Linked DNA regions of Anas platyrhynchos: region 1 is linked to region 2. The links are chromatin contacts, called in public Hi-C maps. All regions are on one chromosome and are shown on one strand. Each heading gives the region's core, a stretch centred on a gene start, on an enhancer-like site or on the middle of the called end of the contact. The rest is flanking DNA. Distances are from core to core; before and after follow the strand shown.

What was found. Hi-C and Micro-C count contacts between places; a contact is called where the count stands out from the background.
Region 1: a Hi-C map of subcutaneous adipose tissue shows a contact between it and region 2, with 2.2 times the contacts expected there. The contact joins the promoter of TET1 here to the promoter of LOC101800344 in region 2. A contact is called at or near these places in 3 of 8 Hi-C or Micro-C datasets (liver, skeletal muscle and subcutaneous adipose tissue).

What each region holds. Positions count from the first base shown.
Region 1 is chr6:7,803,569-7,808,614 of IASCAAS_PekinDuck_T2T, forward strand. TET1 (tet methylcytosine dioxygenase 1) reads right to left here and starts at 2,936. Exons shown (of 12, transcript XM_072040354.1): 1 at 1,863-2,936. It overlaps SLC25A16 (solute carrier family 25 member 16), which reads left to right. Exons shown (of 9, transcript XM_005009124.6): 1 at 1-225; 2 at 557-649; 3 at 2,932-3,065; 4 at 4,825-4,888. The coding sequence starts at 126.
Region 2 is chr6:7,658,851-7,664,490 of IASCAAS_PekinDuck_T2T, forward strand. It overlaps LOC101800344 (nucleolar RNA helicase 2), which reads right to left and starts at 1,791. Exons shown (of 15, transcript XM_027460760.3): 1 at 1,596-1,791; 2 at 776-1,039. The coding sequence starts at 1,700. It overlaps STOX1 (storkhead box 1), which reads right to left. Exons shown (of 4, transcript XM_038181359.2): 3 at 3,883-5,640; 4 at 1,596-2,785. The coding sequence ends at 2,746. It overlaps LOC140002868 (a long non-coding RNA gene), which reads left to right and starts at 2,117. Exons shown (of 3, transcript XR_011810438.1): 1 at 2,117-2,256.

The sequences.
Region 1 (5,046 bases), core at 1,686-4,185, 150 kb after region 2:
GGAGCCCGGCGCGGCGGCGGCCGCGGGGAGGGTGCGGGCGGCCCCGGCTCCTCCCCTGCACCGCAGCGGCGGCTGCTCCGAGCCCAGCCGAGCCGAGCCGCCGCCGGCCGTGCCCGCGCTGCCCCATGGCCTCCCCGGCGGCGGCGGGGCCCGGCGCTGCGCTGCCGGCCGGTGCGGGTACGGCGCGGCGTGACTTCTACTGGCTGCGCTCCTTCATCGCCGGAGGTGGGTCCCGTAGCTCCGTCCGAGGGGTGCTTCCCTCCAGGGGGTGCGAGGAGAGGGGAGGGGAGCCCTCCTTCGAGGGTAAAGGCTTCGCCCAGCGCTGCGGCTTCAGCGGGTGGCGGCCCTTGTGTGCTGCACGCAGTGAGCTTAGGCAGTGAGGCTGCTGGGGTTTTGTGGCATGCTTCTAGAGGATGTCCCCTAATTGGGGCCTTCTCGACTTCCTATGTAAGCTTCCTCTCTCCCACTCCGTTTGAAAATGCACCAGGAAATCCCTTATTTAACTGCTGACTTGAAGGACTTTGGCATCCCATGGCTTTTTTCTCCTCTTGGAAAGGTGTCGCAGGATGTTGTGCCAAAACAACCACTGCACCACTGGATCGAGTAAAGATTTTGCTGCAAGCTCATAACCACCATTACAAACATCTAGGTAAGATGGCTGCTGCGTGTCTAATTCTGTTGTGAAATGCAATGTCTGTCATTTAGGTTTGTTGAGTTATTCAGTGATGAAACGGTGATAAAGGTGCTAATCAGACAGAAGGTCATTTCCGTTTGGCAGTCGCTGTGCTGTATATTGCAAGCATTTAAAAACGAAACCAACCAACCAAACTGCCCTTAAACGAGAGATGTTGAGCCTGTACAATTAAGTTGCAGCACTGGTTGACAAGTTAGAGATTGAGATGTCAGAATAATCCTCCATAAGGCGGAAGAGCTGGGGCTTGATCCTCTTCTTACTGAAGTCAGCAGGAGATTGGTAATCACAGGTTCAAAGCTTGGGATCATTTATGTAAGACCTGTCACTGCTGCTAACTGTTACTGTGTTTACTGCCAGTACCTGCCTGCAGGGCTTGTGGGAGTGGGCACTTTTCAGAGCTTGGTGGTCCTCGCAGAGGGGCTGGTGATACCATGACGGTGACCGCTGAGTCCTGCCAGGCTCGTGCACTTACCCTCCCTGACAGCAGTGTGATTGATGCAAACTGAGAATAAAAGTGGGCTGGTGCTTCGCAAAAGGTGCTGGCGATCTGCATTCGGCATCTGTGTTACATCATGGTGAGAGAGTCATCTCAGAATTGTCAGCATGTTCAGAACCGTTCGGTGTGCGGCTGTAACAGTGCCCTCTCGTGCATAATGTTAGACATATTTTGTCATTTGGCCTTGAAATACATGTCCTAACTTACGTCCAGAAGTTCGGGTGTGTGTCCAGAAAAAAATAATCGAGTTAGTTAACATTACATGAAATGAAACTTCAAAATTTGTAACTTAAAGAATAATGATCATGTTTTCAAGGCTTGAAAAATAAATCTTGCAACAAAATTCAACAGATATATATTAACTTTGATGTATGAAAAAGGGAAACACGAGGCATGTGGCAGCTTGGTAATGCAATCACATAAGTACGCATTCAAATCTTCACTTTAACAACGGAAGGCTGAAATAATTGGTTTGACTAATATTTTAAATTATTACTTTGTACTGTGCCATAGTTGGCACTAGATAAGGTAGAATTAAGACTACACATAGTTAAGTTTTGTATTCTTCCCCACTTAGAGTTAAATATGATTTTGATTGTTAGAAACGTGTCTGACTTGAATGCGTGTCCTTGTTACGTGTAGGCAAAAAAGATAATTATATGGATAGAATACCTGTATGTGCAGAGATCCAGTGGGTGGGTTCATCGCAGTCCTCACTAAGTGTTTTTACTGTCCCTGCTCTGTGGAGTTCATGACAGCTGGATCTCAGAGCGTGTATTGAAAGAAATAAAAAACAGTAACTCAGCATTGCAGGGTAGAGAGAAATTCTAGTCATGGTGTAAATATTTTCTCAGAGGCACGTAGTAGGTGCAACCTCTTAAAAACAGATACACTATTGTATTCTTAGAACCCCAGAAGCTAATTAACATTTGTTTAAATTTTAAATGGAAGTTTATCATTTTTTTTTCTGCCTTCAAGTAAGGTAGAGGTGGAAGCTTTTCTCAGGTTTACCTCTTCTTAAGTAGTTGCATGTGGAAATTGTTCAACTGTTATGGTTTATTCCTTTATTTAAAAGAAAAAAAATCAACTTGATAGCAGTCGTTTATAGCTAACAATATGCTTCTCCTAAAGCTGTTGGTTTTGCCCTAACTTTATGTGATCTTGCATTATTTGCCACCCATCAAAAGGGAGTAGGATTGCTTCTTCTTTGAGACAGGAAGTGTAAAATGTTGAAGTAATGGGAGTCTTAAACTTGTTTACTTCATTTCCTCAGTAATGGCATTTAATCTCTAATTTAGCATGTGACAACAATAGGTTGTTTGCCCATTATTTTAGATTTGTTGTAAGGTTTTTTGTTGTTATTGTTAATTGACTTTTAAATTGACTGAAATGCAACTCAACAGGTTTATTTCCTTCAGTTGCTAGTCTTAGCTTTTGTGGGTAGCTATTGTCATTTGCAGTAGGATTGGTGGCAGTCCAGGCAAGCATGAGGCTTGAAATATGTGAATGCAGAAGGAGATTCACTGAATATAGGAGGTGAGAAAATTGGTAAAAACTTAACCTTAAACCTCTTCCTTCTGGCAATATTTTGGCATTAAAAGTGGGTTTTCCATAGTTAAAGGAGCAACATGGTTGGACTTTACTTCTATGCATACTGTCCTATTTTACTTGCTTGAAACTTTTTCTTTTTTTTTTTTTTCCCCAGTGTAATTGTTAAATACCTCTTTTTGCATTGTGGCAGGAGTGTTTTCTACGTTGTGTGCTGTCCCCAAAAAGGAAGGTTACCTTGGGTTGTATAAAGGAAACGGGGCAATGATGATTAGAATCTTTCCATATGGAGCAATTCAATTTATGGCATTTGACCAATATAAAAAGGTAGCTGAATTTATTTTTCTCTTCTTTTATTTTTTTTTTCTTTTTATCTGGCTGCAATGAATACAGATTTTTAAGTGATCAAAACTAACACTGAAACTTTTGTTTCTTACTGGTTAATCTGCACATCTTTCATAAGGTTGCTTAATTTTATCCAAATCTACCCATTAAAAATTTCAAAGCAACAGTGAAACTGTTTGCAGTGCTGCTTAAGGAAAAATTCCAAACAATTCTTGTTGCTTTGTATTGTTGATTGTGTGTGTTTTTACACACACACACACACACACACACACATATAAAGGTCATTAAAGTCTTCTGCTAGTTATTTTGCTAAAAATATACCTTTGTGAAGAAAGTAGGAACAAAATACAAAACATAACCTTTCTGTTCTTTATTATACTGCATTGGAATTCTTAGTACCCGATGTATGGAATAACTTGAACTTGAAAATCTGTCTGGCTATATTACTCTTACGTTTGACCTGAGAAATGACTGTCAGTGTCAGGCTGTAGATAAAAATGACCTGGAAGAGAAGGTGCATATTTCAGGGGGCCTGTGTGATTTGTGTATTCCTTTCGACTCTTATGCATTTAGTCTTTCATAATAAATCTCCACAGCATGTTTTAGAAATCAGATGTTAGCAGGACTATGTTTTTAACCATGTATACATGGTGAAAAATATAATTTTACTGTTAGCAATGAGGAATTTCATAGTTGAAAGGTCAGATTTAGTACCCAGTGAAGTAAATTGCAGGATTTTCACTGAAGACAGCAAGATTCAAATTGTGACTTCCCTCCCAGAAGAGGAAGTTTCAGAAGGCTCACACAAAGAACTAACTGTAATGAGCTTCATATGTTCTTTTTTTTTGTGGTGTAATTGTAAATGCTGTTGATCAAAACGCTATGCTTGTTTTATATTGTGTTGAACAAAAGAGCACATGCCGTGCTTTATAATGAAATGATTTGTGAATCCACACATTTCAAGAAACCATTTAACGTCATAGCAGTTTCTTTTATCTATTATTTGACGACAAACATTCAAGATAGTTTGGAGCAGTGTGTAAAAGGAGGGGGAAACAATCCCATAGAAGGACCTCCACAGGAATAATAGAGGTCTTTAAAAGACGTTTAGGTGTTGAACTTAGTGATATGGTTTAGTGGAGGACTTGTTAGTGTTAGGTCAGTGTTAGGACTTGATGATCTTGAGGTCTCTTCCAACCTAGACAACTCTGTGTTTCTGTGAATATATGAAATAATCCCATGAATGATTCTTCGTAGGAAAAACTGCTTCTTAAAACTGCTTAGTTCTTTGACATAAGTCCGAAAATTGTTTTCTAACTTCCTTGAAGGACTTAATGTAATTTAGGAAGTTCTCGTTCAAATGTGTAACTTTCCAATTTTGCTCACTGTCCTTTGTACTGTCATGCGAAAGAGGTAGTATTCAGTTTGCCTTGTTTGAACTGGATTAAAGATAACTAAATAAACAATCTAGTGTCCAGAGTAAATAGTACAAATAAGTTCAACTAATCATTCTGCCTTGTTAGAAGTATTTTAATACTTGGGTGTTTTTAATAAGAAATTGGTACCAACATAAAATTTCAAAAAACTACTTTAACAGTAATTAGTGGTCTGGTTTGAATTTGTAAGGTTGTAAACTTCTTATAAACAGCTACAGGGTTTGCATTAATGTGCCAGTAAATGGTGTGATGTATTTCCTTGTATTTTCTATATACAACTATTGTAAATGTTCCTTATTTTGTAGGTAATAAAGAAGCACCTTGGGATTTCAGGGCATGTGCATCGGTTAATGGCTGGATCCATGGCAGGTATGGTTTTGTACTTGGGTTTCAGACATCCTTTTTGCTGAAAAGCTAGTATCTGATTAGAGGATGATTTAGTGTGTTCCCAGGTCAAACTCCTGCAAATTTGTATTAAGCAAAAATATATGTAAATGGTTATGGTAACTAATAGTTGCCTGGTTGAA
Region 2 (5,640 bases), core at 541-3,040:
GTAGCAGCACGTTGACTAAAACGATAAGTGTGCTAAAAAAAACTACCCATGGCAATGCTGGGTGCTTTGCAAAGTGTCAATCACCACAAAAAACGCAAGCAACAATAAATAACGTGACTAAATAGACTTAAAAACAAATCCTAGGAATGACAATATTTCCCCCAACAACAACAACAAAAAAACACAGTGAACTATGTCAAGCAATTTTAAAAAGACATAATAAACCACAGGAAGGCTTAAAAATACTTACAGAATTGGTCCTATGATATACTTTATTACACTAAGAAACATCACCTTACAAAGCGCCATTTAGCAAGATAAGGTAGAAAGAAATTAACATATAGCCCTTATTTTTAAACCAGCTAAAAAAAGAAATGTTACTTCACCCAACAAATATCCACTCTATCAAAAATAAGTCAATTAAAATGTATTTCTGGCCATTACAGTCACATCCAACGATGCTGAATCCCATTAAAGTACCCTCTTGCTGCAGCTCACCAACGGCTGCCAACAGCTACAACAGCACTGGACTGTTGAAGGTAGGAAACCATGGTGATCTAGAACCTCAACGCTTTCAGAATTTAGAACTTTCGCAAATAATCGACAGCGATGGCAGACCAAGCAGCCTGAAAATTTACAGCAGAGTTCCCATTGATTGAGAGGGAAGGAGAAAAGGAAAAAAAAGAGAAAAAACATGTTCTCAATTTAACCTTGTCATAGCACAGGAGTTGAAAGCTACCCTGATAACTGTTAATAAGCCAGTTATTACTTTTACCTGCTCTTGGTCGCTGTCACAGTCCCCACTTGATGTTTCGCTGGAATTACTGGGCTGCTTTTTGCGGGCAGCCTTAAGGGTGAGGGAAGATAACCTGGCATTCTCCGGGCTCTCTCCTCTGGCATCACCGTTTTGCTTCTCTCTGCTCTTTGCTTTCTTGACTTTGGGCGGATCGAGCTCATCCTCCGACTGCTCGCTCTCATCCGTCTGCGATTTCCTCTTCGGAGCCTTGTCGCGCCGCTTGGCTTTCTTCTCTTTCTTCTCCTTCTGGGGAACAACACGCCCGTCAGCACCAACCCGCGCCTCGCCCAGCCACGGGGCACCGAGGCAGCACGGAGAAACGCCTGACAAGAGCCGGCTCGCCACCGGGGGCTCACGTAACTCCCCTAAACCCTCCCCTGAAGAAGAAAAAACCCCAAATCCCGCCCCCTCCGCGCATGTGCCGCCGGGAGCCGGCTTCCCGACGGCGGCACACGCGGCGCTGGGACCGGGAGGGGGGGCTCGGGAGGAGCCGGGAGCCCCCTGGAGGGGCCTCTCCAGCCGGGCCCAGCCCCGGTGGCGCGGCGGGGGCGTTGTGGCCGGGCTGCGGGGCGGCCGCGAGGCCTCCGGGGGGCCTGGCCGAGGCCACGCCGCCACGCACGTGGCCGGCCCGGTGCAGGGCAGCGCGGGGCCGGGCCCGGAACCGCAGCGCGGCGGCGAGGCCCGGCCTGAGGCGGCCGCCAGCGGACCCCTGAGGGGCGGGGAAGGCTCAGCCCGGCCGCAACGATCGCGAAACCCCCCGGAGCCGCTCCCCGGAGCCGCTCCCCGGTGCCCCCGGTACCTTGCGCCGCCGCCGGCCGTTGGCCGTGGCCGCCTCGCTCTCCATGGGGCTGTCGGAGCCCGCCTCCGCCCCGCTGCCCGCGCACAGCCGGGTGGCCTCGGGCATCGCCGCTCCGCTCCTCGCCGCCGCCGCTCCTCGCCGCCGCCGTGACAGGAACGAGCCCCGCCCCGGAAGCCGCCCGCCGCCCCGGCCCGCCGCAGCCAATCGCCTGCCGCCCCGCCCCGCGGACTACAACTCCCGGCGTGCCTCGCGGCAGCCCCCGCCCGCCTCAGCCTCGGTCGTGAGGCGGCGGCCGCCATTTTGGGGGTGCCCCTGCACCGCCCCTCGCCGCCGGGGGGGGGAGCGAATTGCGTGAGAGGAAAAAAATAAAAAAATAAAAAACGCAGGGCGCCCAGCGGGTTAGAGGGGTTGTGACCCTCCTCGCAGGCAGGGATATTGCCTCAGAATGAATCTCCTGGGGGCTTAAGGTCGGTAAAAGACCGCGCAGGCTGAAAGCAGCGCAGCCTGCCTTTAGCTACGGGAAGAAACCCGAAGGAGCCTCAAAGACCGAGTCCTGTGCGCCACACAGAGCCACGCACAAGCGAGCCTAGCAGCACTGCCGTGATTTCTCCCCAAAACAGTGAGGAAGCCCCAGGATTCATGCAGAGTTTGTGGTAACAAGGTGCGTGCCCAGCTGGTTCCTTTGCGGTGTTTGCTGACAGGGGAGAGGGAGCCTGGAGCCTGCCCCTGGGTCTGGTTTTCCACACAAAAAGTAAAAGTTAAATAAACACTTAGGAATTAGAGCATCAAACATTCCTGCACAAGTGGTGTAGTCCTGTTAGCGCAACACATACCCTTTCCAGATTAACAAAGGGATCTGAGGGAAGTGCATCAGTCCTCACTTTTATTAGACACAGGGATGCAAAAACTAGAGGTGAGAGCCACAGAAATGTGCATTAGATCTCCACACTTCTAACAAACAGCTCTGATTTAGAAGCAGCCTCACACTGTGACCAGTCATAGCTACAGTACGGTTGCATTGTTACAAAGAAAAAAGTTTACATAGCTCATTAAAAAACTAATCAAACATTCATGACCACAGTTAGCTGAAGCAAGGAATTTTTTGGTGACTGTCCTCCCACTCTGTCCTCCTTTTAGCATTGTTATTCTTTTAGAATTTGGCAGGAAGCTTCATCTTCTTTTCAGTCCATCTAAAACAACAGAATTATTAGATGTCAGACCTCATACTCTAAAAATAACCTGAATTGGCTTTGCTTCTGGTGCCTCAGGTGGCATCGATACAATCAGAATGACCCTTTAAACACTTTTTGCTGAAGAACAACCAAGAGGCTTCAAGTGTCCATGTCCAAATAACACACCAAAATTCTGCCTGAGAGAGTGTACAGCCAAAAAGCTGCTTAAGAAGGGAGAGAAAAAAAAAACACTTGAGCAGAATTTCCTTAAAAATGGTAGTATGTGATTTATTCCTTTGTGTACAGGTTTCTCAAGGTGACAGTAAATCTCTAATGAGAACTTGGGTGGTTTAATTGTACTTAAATACCAGTCATTTAAGGTCTTAAGAACATATGATGCTATTAAAAATTGATATGATTTTTTTTCCTCACAGCTTTTCATTTTATGTTCCTGTCTCTTTAGTTAACAGTTTTGCAAGTCTTACCCACATGCAACTATGTGAAATATTTTTTCATACTTGTTTGTTTTATTAATGAATTTTCAAAAATCCACCTGAAAAAGTTACCTACTTATGAAGGGAAGAGAAACCTCTAGGTCAGGTGGTGGTCACGTTCTCCATTCTGTTGTGAGCAATTCTGATGATACTTTGTACTTTAAATTATGATTGAACACCTTTATAAAACACTTTTTATTCTTTGTCTACAAGCGGGAGAACTATGGCAACATTGTTAATATTACATGGTAAGATCAATGCAAGCTGAGCAACATTGTTAACAGGACCATATTGAGTTTATTCATTACCATGTTTCATAACATTTCTGCACTTGTCTACATCTCCTTGTGCAAAGCAGAGCTCATAATAATTTCTTGTCTCATGAAAGCAAAATATAAACTGCAGCATTTGTATAGCGGACGTAGGGAGAAAGTTCACATAAAAAGACATGGTAGAACTCTGCATTTTGAGTATTTCTGGGTCATAACACTTAAGTTTTTAAACATAATAACAATTTTGTCATTGTGGAGAGGGATCTATGGTATAAAGCAACCAGTCTACCTAAAGCTGATTGTTAATTTGAAGCTAAAACAACTAACACAGTCACATGTGTTTTCTTACCTTGGGGAGTCAATTCCACTGTCTCCTGTTATGCTGTGGTTTTCTGTCCCCTCTGTGTGATTCTGTCCTGATAGCACAGTACCCGCGTTCTTAAAAACCAGACCTTTCTTTCCCGGGGGGTTTCTCATTTCTTTGGTTTGTGGACCCAAAGCACGGCATGCCACTGCTTCTCCTGTCTCACAGGGGGAGTCCAGCAAAGAGTCAGCCTCGTTGGTGCTGCAGAAATCGGCTACAGCTGAAGCCTTCACACAGTCAGTAAGGCCACTTTCAGCTTCCTTTCTGTGAACTGTCAGAAGAACCTGACTGCACAAACAGCTTTCTGCTGTAAAGTCTGGGTTTTGATGCTTTTTTGAGCCATCCAGTGATTCTGCAAAGCCAGCACAGCCGTTAAATCCCTGGTGTCCAGATTCAGGTTTATTTACAGTTGTACTGTATTGCGTTGAACAAATATTAACCTGGGAGTTTGTTAGAGATGGCCCCATCTCTTGCACAGCTTTGTTCCAGTCCCTTGTACCTGGAGATGCACGGCTAGGAACCAAGTGCCATGGTTCATTGCTTTCAGAATTGTCACCCAGATGCAACAAGCTACCATTGTCACAAGCTTTCTGGTACGGAAGATAGCCCTTACCAGTAAATCCTTCACTTTCCACCTTCAGCGATCCAGGATGGCTGGCGCACTCATATTTAAATATAAGGTCATTCTTTTTATCAGTCTTCTGTCTGTGTTTCACACCAAATTCCTCTACCCGGCTAACATTGGTTGTACAACGTGAAAGACTGACATTCTGAAACTCTTTTGCTGTTTGATCCAGTAACTCGCATACAGCGGCGGCTTTGTACCTGCAGTGCTTGTCTTTCAGATGTAGTGAATGCTTTGCTGCTTCTTTACACATACCGTTATCCCCAGTGTAGGAGTGAGGGGATTTTTGGATATCCCCACGACTCATTTTGACTGTTCCTCTGTGGATGTTGTCTTCAGAAATAACGCTCTCCACAAAGTGTTTACTGTTACCGTCTGTTCGCAAAGTGCTGCTTTGTGGATAACTACAGCTTCCACTTAAACTGTCCTGCTTTACTTGGAGGGAGGACCGATTATCCCGTAGTAATTTGCTTTGCCTAGCATTGTCAGCCTGCATTTCAGCAACTGGTTGTTCAGCTTCATATTCAAAGGCTTTTGAGGAGTCCAAGAAACGGGGCCTTTGCGAGCCCCTCTCCTGCTTTTGAGTCCTGGGCTTCAGCTGACTGTTAGCACGAGCTCTGTACCCTTTGGCATAAACGTTGTGTCTCCATGAGAGACCCTGAAAAGGGTTCTGGATCTGTTTTTTATATATGACGTGGGATTCCTCCACTACATCCAGCGGCTGGTGGGTCATGGTAGGCAGTGAAATGTTCTCTTCCAGTTTCTGTTTTGGGGATGTTAGCTCAGGCATGGGAGATTTCCTGTTGCTTCTGCTAATTTGCTTCTCTCTGTCTGATTTGGTTTTCCTGCTGTGTTTTGCTGTTCTAATTTGTGTCTTTGGAACACACTCTTTTGAAAGATGCTTTTGCCTGAGGGTTAACGCTTCAGCAGAGATACCTTTACTGATACTTCTTTTCCTCTCCTCAAATTTTTGCATTAATTTTGTGTGCTTAATCAAATTATCAACCGTGAGGGTGGGGTTAATACGCTTGATGATTTCATGTTCAATATCACGTGGCATATTATCCAAGTTGTCTTCATCTCGGACTGGCCACTCCTTGGGAGGAAACTGGGCTGAA